Regions from separate parts of the Hordeum vulgare genome. Here all the other regions are linked to region 3. The links are chromatin contacts, called in public Hi-C maps. All regions are on one chromosome and are shown on one strand. Each heading gives the region's core, a stretch centred on a gene start, on an enhancer-like site or on the middle of the called end of the contact. The rest is flanking DNA. Distances are from core to core; before and after follow the strand shown.

Region 1 (3,039 bases), core at 325-2,824, 290 kb before region 3:
AAGATCCTATGGGCTCTCAACTGCTGTCATATCACAATTTATCGTTTATGATGCGGGTACCCTGTCAATATTTTTTTCCGATTAGTTCATTTTGAGCACCGTCAGCTATTGTTTGATCACTCTCATTTCTGTTTCAGTTAAGTAGAGATCTCCACATGTCGATTCTTGAAGGGCGATTTCCAGAGTATGTTGTCTCATTCGACATAAATCTGCCTGATTTGTCAGTGAAATAGTGTGTTGGTAAATAACGAAATTCCGCTGACATGTTGCAGGTTCGTGCGAGGATTCTTGAGGGTGCAGGTTTGTCTTGTCCTCCAATCTCTATTCTATCATATATTGCTTGAACCAAAAATAGCTGAGCAACAAACTACCTCCTTGTACCATCTGCTACCCAATCATCTACAAAGCCAACACCATACCTGTTTTGTTATTATGTTTCTTAATAGTTTGAGTTACCCGTAAACGCTAAAATCACGATGATGACAGTTCCCGAAGGGCGACGTGCCAAAGTGGGTTCACAATGCAATGGAGGTTGCCGGCATTGACATATCGGAGTGCTGCACCCCGACCAACTGTCAGCATGACGCAATGGAGGCTGCTGGCGTCGACATAGCGGAGTTTTGCCCGCCGACCAAGTGCCCCTGACGCGGAACGCTCGGGGGCATTCATTACAGATACCACGGTACCGGTTGACGATAGGAAGGATTGCCGCGTGGAAGTGATCCTTCGTACTTAACATGACGCGTTTTCACGAGGTTTTTCTGGGTCATAGATGGCGTAGGCCTGGCTCTCATTGCTTCAGCATAGAGATTTTTCCAACCGTATGCTGAAACTAGCTGCTCATAGGTTTTGGTAGCCTCCAAGGTGTTATAGCATCTGCCATTGATTGTTTTGCTGCAAGAACAGTTTACGGAAAGTTGTAACAGCATCACTATATATTATACTCATGAAAACTGCTGCCGCGACGCAGCTCATTTTGTTTCACTGAATGTGGCGGCTTCTCCAGCCGTCACACTCTTTCTGTCCAAACTCTGGTCCTCCTCACACTCTTTGTTGGCTTGAATATTGCCTTTTTTTTTGGAATTGCTTGCAATGTTTGGTGTTTATTACAGGTGGTCCCGCGACGCAATTGGTTTCATGGCATGGAAAATGTCGCGTGGGAAATGTGTGCGATCTTCAGGAAAATGACCTGGCCGGTCATCTGGATTGTTCGATTCTCATCGGACGGCAGACGCTTCTGGCAGTCAGTATCAACTACGGAGTATCAACTAAAGCAACGTGTCGGCACCCTGCTGGCCGCCGCTTCCCGTCGAAACGCGGTGCCTCGCGGGATCCACCACCGGTGGCGAGGCTGCAGATTCCGGCGATCGCGACTCGTCCCCACGCCGATCCCAGGTAGTAGTATCATCAGTAAACAAGGCGCCGTACCCCTCCTTCGGACGCTGCCGGGTGGGTCCGTCTGCGGCCGCGAGGCACGGGGCCTCACATGTCAGTGGGCGAAGCCCGCGAGGCGTTGGGTATCCCAGATTCCGCCGTTAGTATCTATGCTAAAAATGCTTATTTCAAACCGCAGCCATTACAGGGCCGATCTCCGTGGACGGGATTCTGAAACCGCCGCCCGCCTTTGCTCCTGGACCGTTCCGCCCGCCGCCGGCGCCGATGGAGCGCCTCCGGATCGCCGTCTCGCACCGCCCGCCTCTGCCCATCCGCGCCCCGAACCATCTCCGCCGGCGCCAGCTCCACCTCCCCGCTCCCCTTCCCCTCACACTCGCCTCCCGCCCCCTGTCTTCGCAGCATCGCCTGCTCTCCCCCACCCCTCGCCGCCACGCCCGGCGTCTCCTCGCCTCGCAATCGCCTGTCCCCGAATCCGACCCCGAGCCCGACGTGGAGGCCGGCGCTGCCCCCGCCGGCGCCAAGCTCGTCCCGCTCGTCGTCTCCCTCGCGGCCGGCCTCGCCGTGCGCTTCCTCGCGCCGCGGCCCGCCGAGGTGACCCTGCAGGCGTGGCAGCTGCTCTCCATCTTCCTCTCCACCATCGCGGGGCTCGTGCTCGGCCCGCTGCCCGTGGGCGCCTGGGCTTTCGTCGGCCTCACCACCGCCGTGGCCACGCAGACGCTCCCCTTCGAGGCCGCCTTCTCCGCCTTCACCAACGAGGTCATCTGGCTCATCGTCATCTCCTTCTTCTTCGCGCGAGGCTTCGTCAAGACCGGCCTCGGCGACCGCATCGCCACCTACTTCATCAAGTGGCTCGGGGGCAGCACGCTGGGGCTCTCCTACGGGCTCACCGTCAGCGAGGCCTGCATCGCGCCGGCCATGCCCAGCACCACCGCCAGGGCCGGGGGCGTCTTCCTGCCTATCATCAAGTCGCTCGCGCTCTCCGCGGGCAGCAAGCCTAACGACCAGTCGTCGCGGAAGCTCGGCTCCTATCTTGTGATGACCCAGTTCCAGGTAAGTGATGTAAATTGATTTTCATTATTCAACGTTCGTTTGATGAACTTGCTGCTGGTAACTTGGCCATGGAATAGATAGATCTTACAAGCCTGTCACAGTAGGATTCTAATAAATGAATGCGCCAGAGTCACAGTTGCTAATTGTCACTATACCTGAACTCTTGAAGTGTGCATTCCCCCGGCTATATTTGTTTCAGAAAGGGTTCACAGCTCAACTGCCGATCGTGTTACCTCCATCGTTTTAAACTCTTGTGGAGCTGTGCTCTGCACAGGTTGAAGGTGGTGCACCATTTCTTTGTTACTATTAGGACATGTGGGTGTTAGTATGATTTTCCTAGGCGGAATTAGTGCAAGAACCTGTAATCCCGTATGTGCCAAATCGATGCTTGCTTGGTCAGAAGTTATTTAGTGTACACCATCCAGTGCTAAAACTAATTTTGGAGCTCTAGCATGTCAGTCTGTTATTTTGTGCATTTCAGTTTCGTGATCTCTTGACAGCTTTTCTAAAGGGGGTATCCTATTCCTATCGGTTGGAGGGTTCTATGGTGAAACTACAGTAGTGCATTGTTCAGCTGAGTCCTGATTCCTCACA
Region 2 (2,719 bases), core at 195-2,694, 310 kb after region 3:
TCATTTTTTTCGTTGCTAGAAACGGGACATAGCCGTTCCTGTGTTTTCCCCGTCAAAAAGATAAAAAAAAAGGCTCATGTAGAAGTCTAGTAGCGTGAATTGGGTTATGCATGATACCATACTCTTGACTGATTATAGTTTTTTTTTCCTTTTTGCAAAAGAAAAAGTCTAGTAGCGTGAATTAGTTTTCCTTTTATGTCTATTCTTTTATTATATATCTCTGATGTCTACTTTTTTGACACACTTTGTACATTTTTTGTATACATATGAAAATTAATTTTATGCATGTTCAACATTTTATAATACATGGTTAACATTTTTATATGTATGTTTAGATATTTTTTAGATACATCAATAACGCTTTATACATATGTCACATTTTTTAATACATGATTAACATTTTTCAGAAAAATGATTCATTTTGTTTTGAATACATGTGTCGATAACTACTTTGTGCCATACACATCTGTACATTTTTCATATACAACAGAAACATTTATCTTGTATATGTTTTACAATTTCAAATATACAATTAGTTTTTTTCAGAACACATGTTTGTGAATATATTTTCTCAAATATGTGTTAAACTTGTTTTTCCAAATAAGTGTTGAAATATGTTTTCAAACGCTATCAACATTTTCTTATAGTTGCATCACCAATTTTTAATATTGAACAATGGTTTTTACAAATATGTATTTTCTTAAAATATTTGTATTTTAGTTTTTGTGAAAATATAAAACAGAAAAATTACAAAAAACAAGTGAACGAACAAATAACAATCGAGCGAACAACGCCACTGGGCTGGCCCATGGCCACGTCTTTTCAGGTGAGGGGACGGTTTGTCTTGCTAGAAGCGGGACATAGCCGTCCCTGTGTTTTCTCCGTCAAAAAGATAAAAAAAAAGGATCATGTAGAAGTCTAGTAGCCTGAATCGGGTTATGCATGATACCATACTCTTGACTGATCATAGTTTTTCTTATTTTTTTCTCTCTTTTTGCAAAAGACTGATAATAAAATATAAGGATTTAGAGGACGTGTCAAGCATCTACCCCACTAAATCAAATTTGAAAACCAAACTATGCATAATTTAAGAAATAATAAATCACATATATCCACACTTTTTCAGAAGATACATAACCATATAAACACTGAAACTGTAGATGTATAATTGGTAAAATGAACAGTAACATAATGGTAGCTATAACAATTGACTGTTTATTCTATTTTTGATGCAACTGACTTTTTTGCTTTTGAATACAAAATAAACAAAGCAAGGCAATAGTGTGATTACTTAACGACCTGACTGCAGACCATTAACAGCTTTCTTCTCGATGCTGAAACATTCAGCACTTGTTATCGTCGAGCTGACCATTGACGAGGGCTCCCCAAGTAGGCATTCCATCTCTTCAGGGTTTCGCTGCACCCATGGATGTTGCATCACCTTCCTCAGACTATCAAGCTTCTCCGCAACTTCCTTCATCGATGGCCTATTGTCACCACACATCTCTAAGCACCGCATCGCTAGCTCCGCCGCCTCTTCAATAATTTCTGTGCTCTCCTCGTTCTTGATATCATCATCCAAGATTTCCTCAAGCTTATTCACCTTCATCGCATACATAAACATCATCGATAAGCTCTTCTCGCGGGCAGCGACATCTTGACTGAAATTAAATGGCAACTTGCCCGTAAGCAGCTCCAAAAGAACAACCCCAAAGCTGTACACGTCACTCTTGTCTGTCAGCAGGTTGGTTTGCATGTACTCAGGATCGAGATACCCGCATGTACCATGTACAAGTGTGATGAATTGTGACTTATCAGTTGGTGCCAGGATGGAGGCGCCAAAGTCAGCTACTTTAGCTTTGTGATCCCTGTCAAGAAGAATATTGGAGGACTTGACATCACCATGGAGGATTGGTGTCGAAGCCGATGAGTGAAGGTAGGCGAGCGCGTCAGCGGACTCATGGGCGATCCCCAAGCGAGTAGCCAAGGAGATACGTAGGCCATGGTTACCGTGTATGAGCTGGAAGAGGGTGCCGTTTGGGACAAACTCGTATACCAACATAGGGACTTCCACTTCGAGGCAACACCCGAGGAGCTTCACAATGTTTTTATGGTTGACCTCAGACAAGATCAGCATCTCTTTACCAAATTCTTTCTTTTGTTGCTCGTCGACGGTCTTGCATCTCTTCACCGCTACTTCCACGTTGCCCTCAAGAACCCCCTTGTACACAGTCCCATAGCCCCCTTGACCCAATACTTGTTGCTCACTAAACCTGTTCGTGGCTTGCTGTAGTTCTTCCTCTGTGAAGATTTTAAATGTAATACCTTGCTTTGACCTCATCTCCTCAAATAATATTAGACCACCATGCTGCCGAAAGTAGTCCCGCTTCATCTTTTGTAGTTTTCTTCTCTCTTGGATCATGCACGCACAGGCTAAAACAATCACTAAGACGACTAGTCCAACAGTTGTACCTGCATTATCCATCCACATATACATATGTTCAATATTAATGTAATTTCGTTGAGTAGTGACAACTTAAAGTACTCTGTTTCAGGAGAAAGAAAAATACTGGCTGATAAATTTAGTTGGCCAAGATAAAGTATGCTGGGTTGTCGTTAAACAACATAATATCGATGTACTATATCATTGCAAAGTTCGTAAGTTTCCTGCAGATGTTCAATTAATCGTTCATAAGCAGTATGTGTATATAGTGCTCAC
Region 3 (2,868 bases), core at 278-2,777:
CCCGCAAAGACCTTGACCATACCTGAAGTCGACATAACTAAAATTCAAGATGGTTAAACCAAAATCACACAGAACAAGGGAGTACCCTCTAATACCAATTGTAAGTGCGTTATATCGACTAGAGGGGGGTTGAATAAGCGTTTTTACAAATTCGTTAGTGAGGAAATAATGATTGAGGAATTTGCTAATTGACGAACTACTTGCAGCGGAATAAGTACTCAAGTGTAATCATAACATAGTAGTAGCATAGTTGTCATGATGAAATAAAACAAACACAGTCACAAGTAGCGTGTAAATAGGATAAGCACGCGAAAAACAAGGTGACTGAAGAATTTTGAGATGAGAAAATTGAGAAAATCTTCAGTCAAAGTCTTAAAATAGTAATGATCAATTTCATCAACTAGTATTTGAGGAAATGGAGGGGTTAAGGAAATACAACGAGGAGCCCGATGAAGACAATGGTTTGATGACCCTCTTCCAACTGTTGTAGCACTTGTATGTCTGTTTTGAAGCGGCTTGGTATTTAAAACAAAGGACACACAGTCCTGACTGTGTTCTCCTTGAGCTAAGGTCACACAGACCTTGTCCAACACCCGTGTTAAGTCTTGAGCGCATACTTCTGAACCCTCACAAAGTCGATCACCCGACAATCCACAATTTCCTCTTGGATGCTCTAGACCATGACGCCAACCTTCTGAAAGATACACAGTCTTCAAAGGCAACAAGCGTCGGTTCCACACAGAAACAACCTGTGAGTGATGCTCAATCACTATGGGTTTTGGTTTCTAGTTTGGGTTTTGGATTTTTCCTTGCTAATATTTTTATCTCAAAATCCTCGAAGGATGGGTTGCTATCAAATGACACTTACAAGTTCTCTCTCAGAGCAGTGATACGTCTGCATCTATCTACTTTTCCTAAATCTTTTGTTTTTTTATTTTAAACTTTAATTTACATAATTTGAATGAAACTAACACAAGGTGACGCTGTTTTCAACAGATAGTTTTGTTTTTTATAAAAAATAAAAATTCTTAGAGTTAAGCAAAACTTTTTTTTTATGAATATAATATTTTTTTTACTGAAACCAAGAACCACTAAAGGGGAGAGGCGCCCACTAGGCACGAAGGCGCGCCACTCCCTTTCATCTACATCTCATAATCTGTTGATAGTACATTTTCAATCGTGTCTTCTGTCTTTGGCTTTTTTATGTGTGGGTATTTTGGTAGTGGGAATTCCAGTGCACAAAGAATAGTAAGATGCTAATTGCCAAATTGTGAAGCATGAACCGGGCTTGTACTCCAGTGCAAGTCGTCTCGTCTTATCAGTCCACGATCCTATGTGCTCTGATCCGATCGGTAAAAAAAGATCGCGCTTGGGCTCGCAAATTGCCGCGCGACGCGTGCTGCCGCGGGTCTTTAACCGTGGTCAGCTCCTGACCGCACCACCTAACCCGACCCAAGCGCGGAGCCGGAGCTCGGCCCCGCCTGTCTCTCTCTCTCCCCCCTCCCCCCTTTATTAAACGCACACGGAAATGCAGCACGCAGTGTTGGGGAAACAGAAAGGAAACCCGGAAAAGAAATCAGAGCAGGACTCCACTCCACACTCCACTCTCCCCCCTCCCCCTCCCCCTCACTCTTTCTTGGATCATAAGGAACCGCGGAGGAAATCCGTCCTCGATCGTGGCGGGGGCATTTTGATCGGCGTTGGTTTCCCAAGGCGGGGACGAGGGTACATGGTGGTCGTCATGGATCGAGGCGTGGACGGGAGGACGGGGAGGGACCAGCAGTGGAGGCGCCCGAGCCCTTCCGCACGCTCTCTGCTCCTCTTCTCGCAGTAATCGGGGAAGGTGGTGGTGGCGGTGGTGCCGGTGCCCTCTGAATTTCTGCGGAACTCGCCATGAAGCGGCCCGGCGGCGGAAACCCCTCCCCCCTCCACCAGATGGCCAGTCCCAGTGGTAAATTGCACGCGCTCTTTCTTTCTTTCTGGTGGCAATTCGTTCTGACTGTGAGGTGAAGGATGCGGAAAATCTGAGTCTCCATGCGTGCTTGTAATTTTAATTAGATATGGACTACGGCGTGGTCGGGATGGAGGCGGATGGGGACGCGGAGGAGGAGATGATGGCGTGCGGCGGCGGCGGCGGCGGCTGCGGGGGAGGGGAGAAGAAGCGGCGGCTGAGCGCGGAGCAGGTGCGCGCCCTGGAGCGGAGCTTCGAGGTGGAGAACAAGCTGGAGCCTGAGCGCAAGGCGCGGCTGGCGCGCGACCTCGGCCTGCAGCCGCGCCAGGTCGCCGTCTGGTTCCAGAACCGCCGGGCGCGCTGGAAGACCAAGCAGCTCGAGCGCGACTACAACGCGCTGCGCCACTCGTACGACGCCCTCCGCCTCGACCACGACGCGCTCCGCCGCGACAAGGAAGCCCTCCTCGCCGAGGTTCGTGCCCGCTTAAATTTCGCTGCCGCTGTCCTTAGTACTGTGCGCGCGCAATGGCTGACGCTCGCCTCGTGCGATACAGATCAAGGATCTGAAGGGGAAGCTGGGGGACGAGGAGGCCGCGGCGAGCTTCACGTCGGTGAAGGAGGAGCCGGCGGCGTCGGACGGCCCGCCGCCCGCGGGCATGGGGTCATCCGACAGCGACTCCAGCGGGGTGCTGAACGACACGGACGCGACGGGCGCCACGCCAGCAGAGGAGGCGCCGGCTCCGGAGATGGGGGAGCTGCTCGGCGGGCCCGGCGCGGCGGTGGCGGGGCACGGGCAGATGTTCCTGCAGGGGAATTTCCTCAAGGTGGAGGAGGACGAGACGGGGTTCCTGGACGACGAGGAGCCGTGCGGGGGCTTCTTCGCCGACGAGCCGCCGCTGGCGTGGTGGACCGAGCCC

The links. Hi-C and Micro-C count contacts between places; a contact is called where the count stands out from the background.
Region 1: a Hi-C map of leaf shows a contact between it and region 3, with 6 times the contacts expected there. The contact joins the promoter of LOC123398984 here to the promoter of LOC123398992 in region 3. A contact is called at or near these places in 5 of 6 Hi-C or Micro-C datasets (leaf, seedling and an unstated tissue) and 1 of 1 datasets of contacts at active chromatin or transcription factors (embryo).
Region 2: a contact with region 3 is called in a Hi-C map of leaf, with 4 times the contacts expected there. The contact joins the enhancer-like site here to the promoter of LOC123398992 in region 3. A contact is called at or near these places in 2 of 6 Hi-C or Micro-C datasets (leaf and seedling).

The regions. Positions count from the first base shown.
Region 1 is chr5H:468,611,807-468,614,845 of MorexV3_pseudomolecules_assembly, forward strand. LOC123398984 (dicarboxylate transporter 2.1, chloroplastic-like) reads left to right here and starts at 1,575. Exons shown (of 4, transcript XM_045093424.1): 1 at 1,575-2,445. The coding sequence starts at 1,660. LOC123398985 (queuine tRNA-ribosyltransferase catalytic subunit 1-like) reads left to right here. Exons shown (of 16, transcript XM_045093425.1): 13 at 1-56; 14 at 138-184; 15 at 273-300; 16 at 487-984. The coding sequence ends at 645.
Region 2 is chr5H:469,207,232-469,209,950 of MorexV3_pseudomolecules_assembly, forward strand. It overlaps LOC123399424 (putative wall-associated receptor kinase-like 16), which reads right to left. Exons shown (of 4, transcript XM_045093834.1): 4 at 1,143-2,472. The coding sequence ends at 1,292. Among protein-coding and RNA genes, the nearest start is that of LOC123399424, 11 kb to the right of the region's middle. Within about 2 kb of position 1,445, at least 2 of the 3 cell types and tissues checked have open chromatin away from gene starts, as enhancers often do. A contact at or near this core is called in leaf, where this site is marked.
Region 3 is chr5H:468,897,669-468,900,536 of MorexV3_pseudomolecules_assembly, forward strand. It overlaps LOC123398992 (homeobox-leucine zipper protein HOX4-like), which reads left to right and starts at 1,528. Exons shown (of 3, transcript XM_045093427.1): 1 at 1,528-1,951; 2 at 2,059-2,423; 3 at 2,506-2,868. The coding sequence starts at 1,894.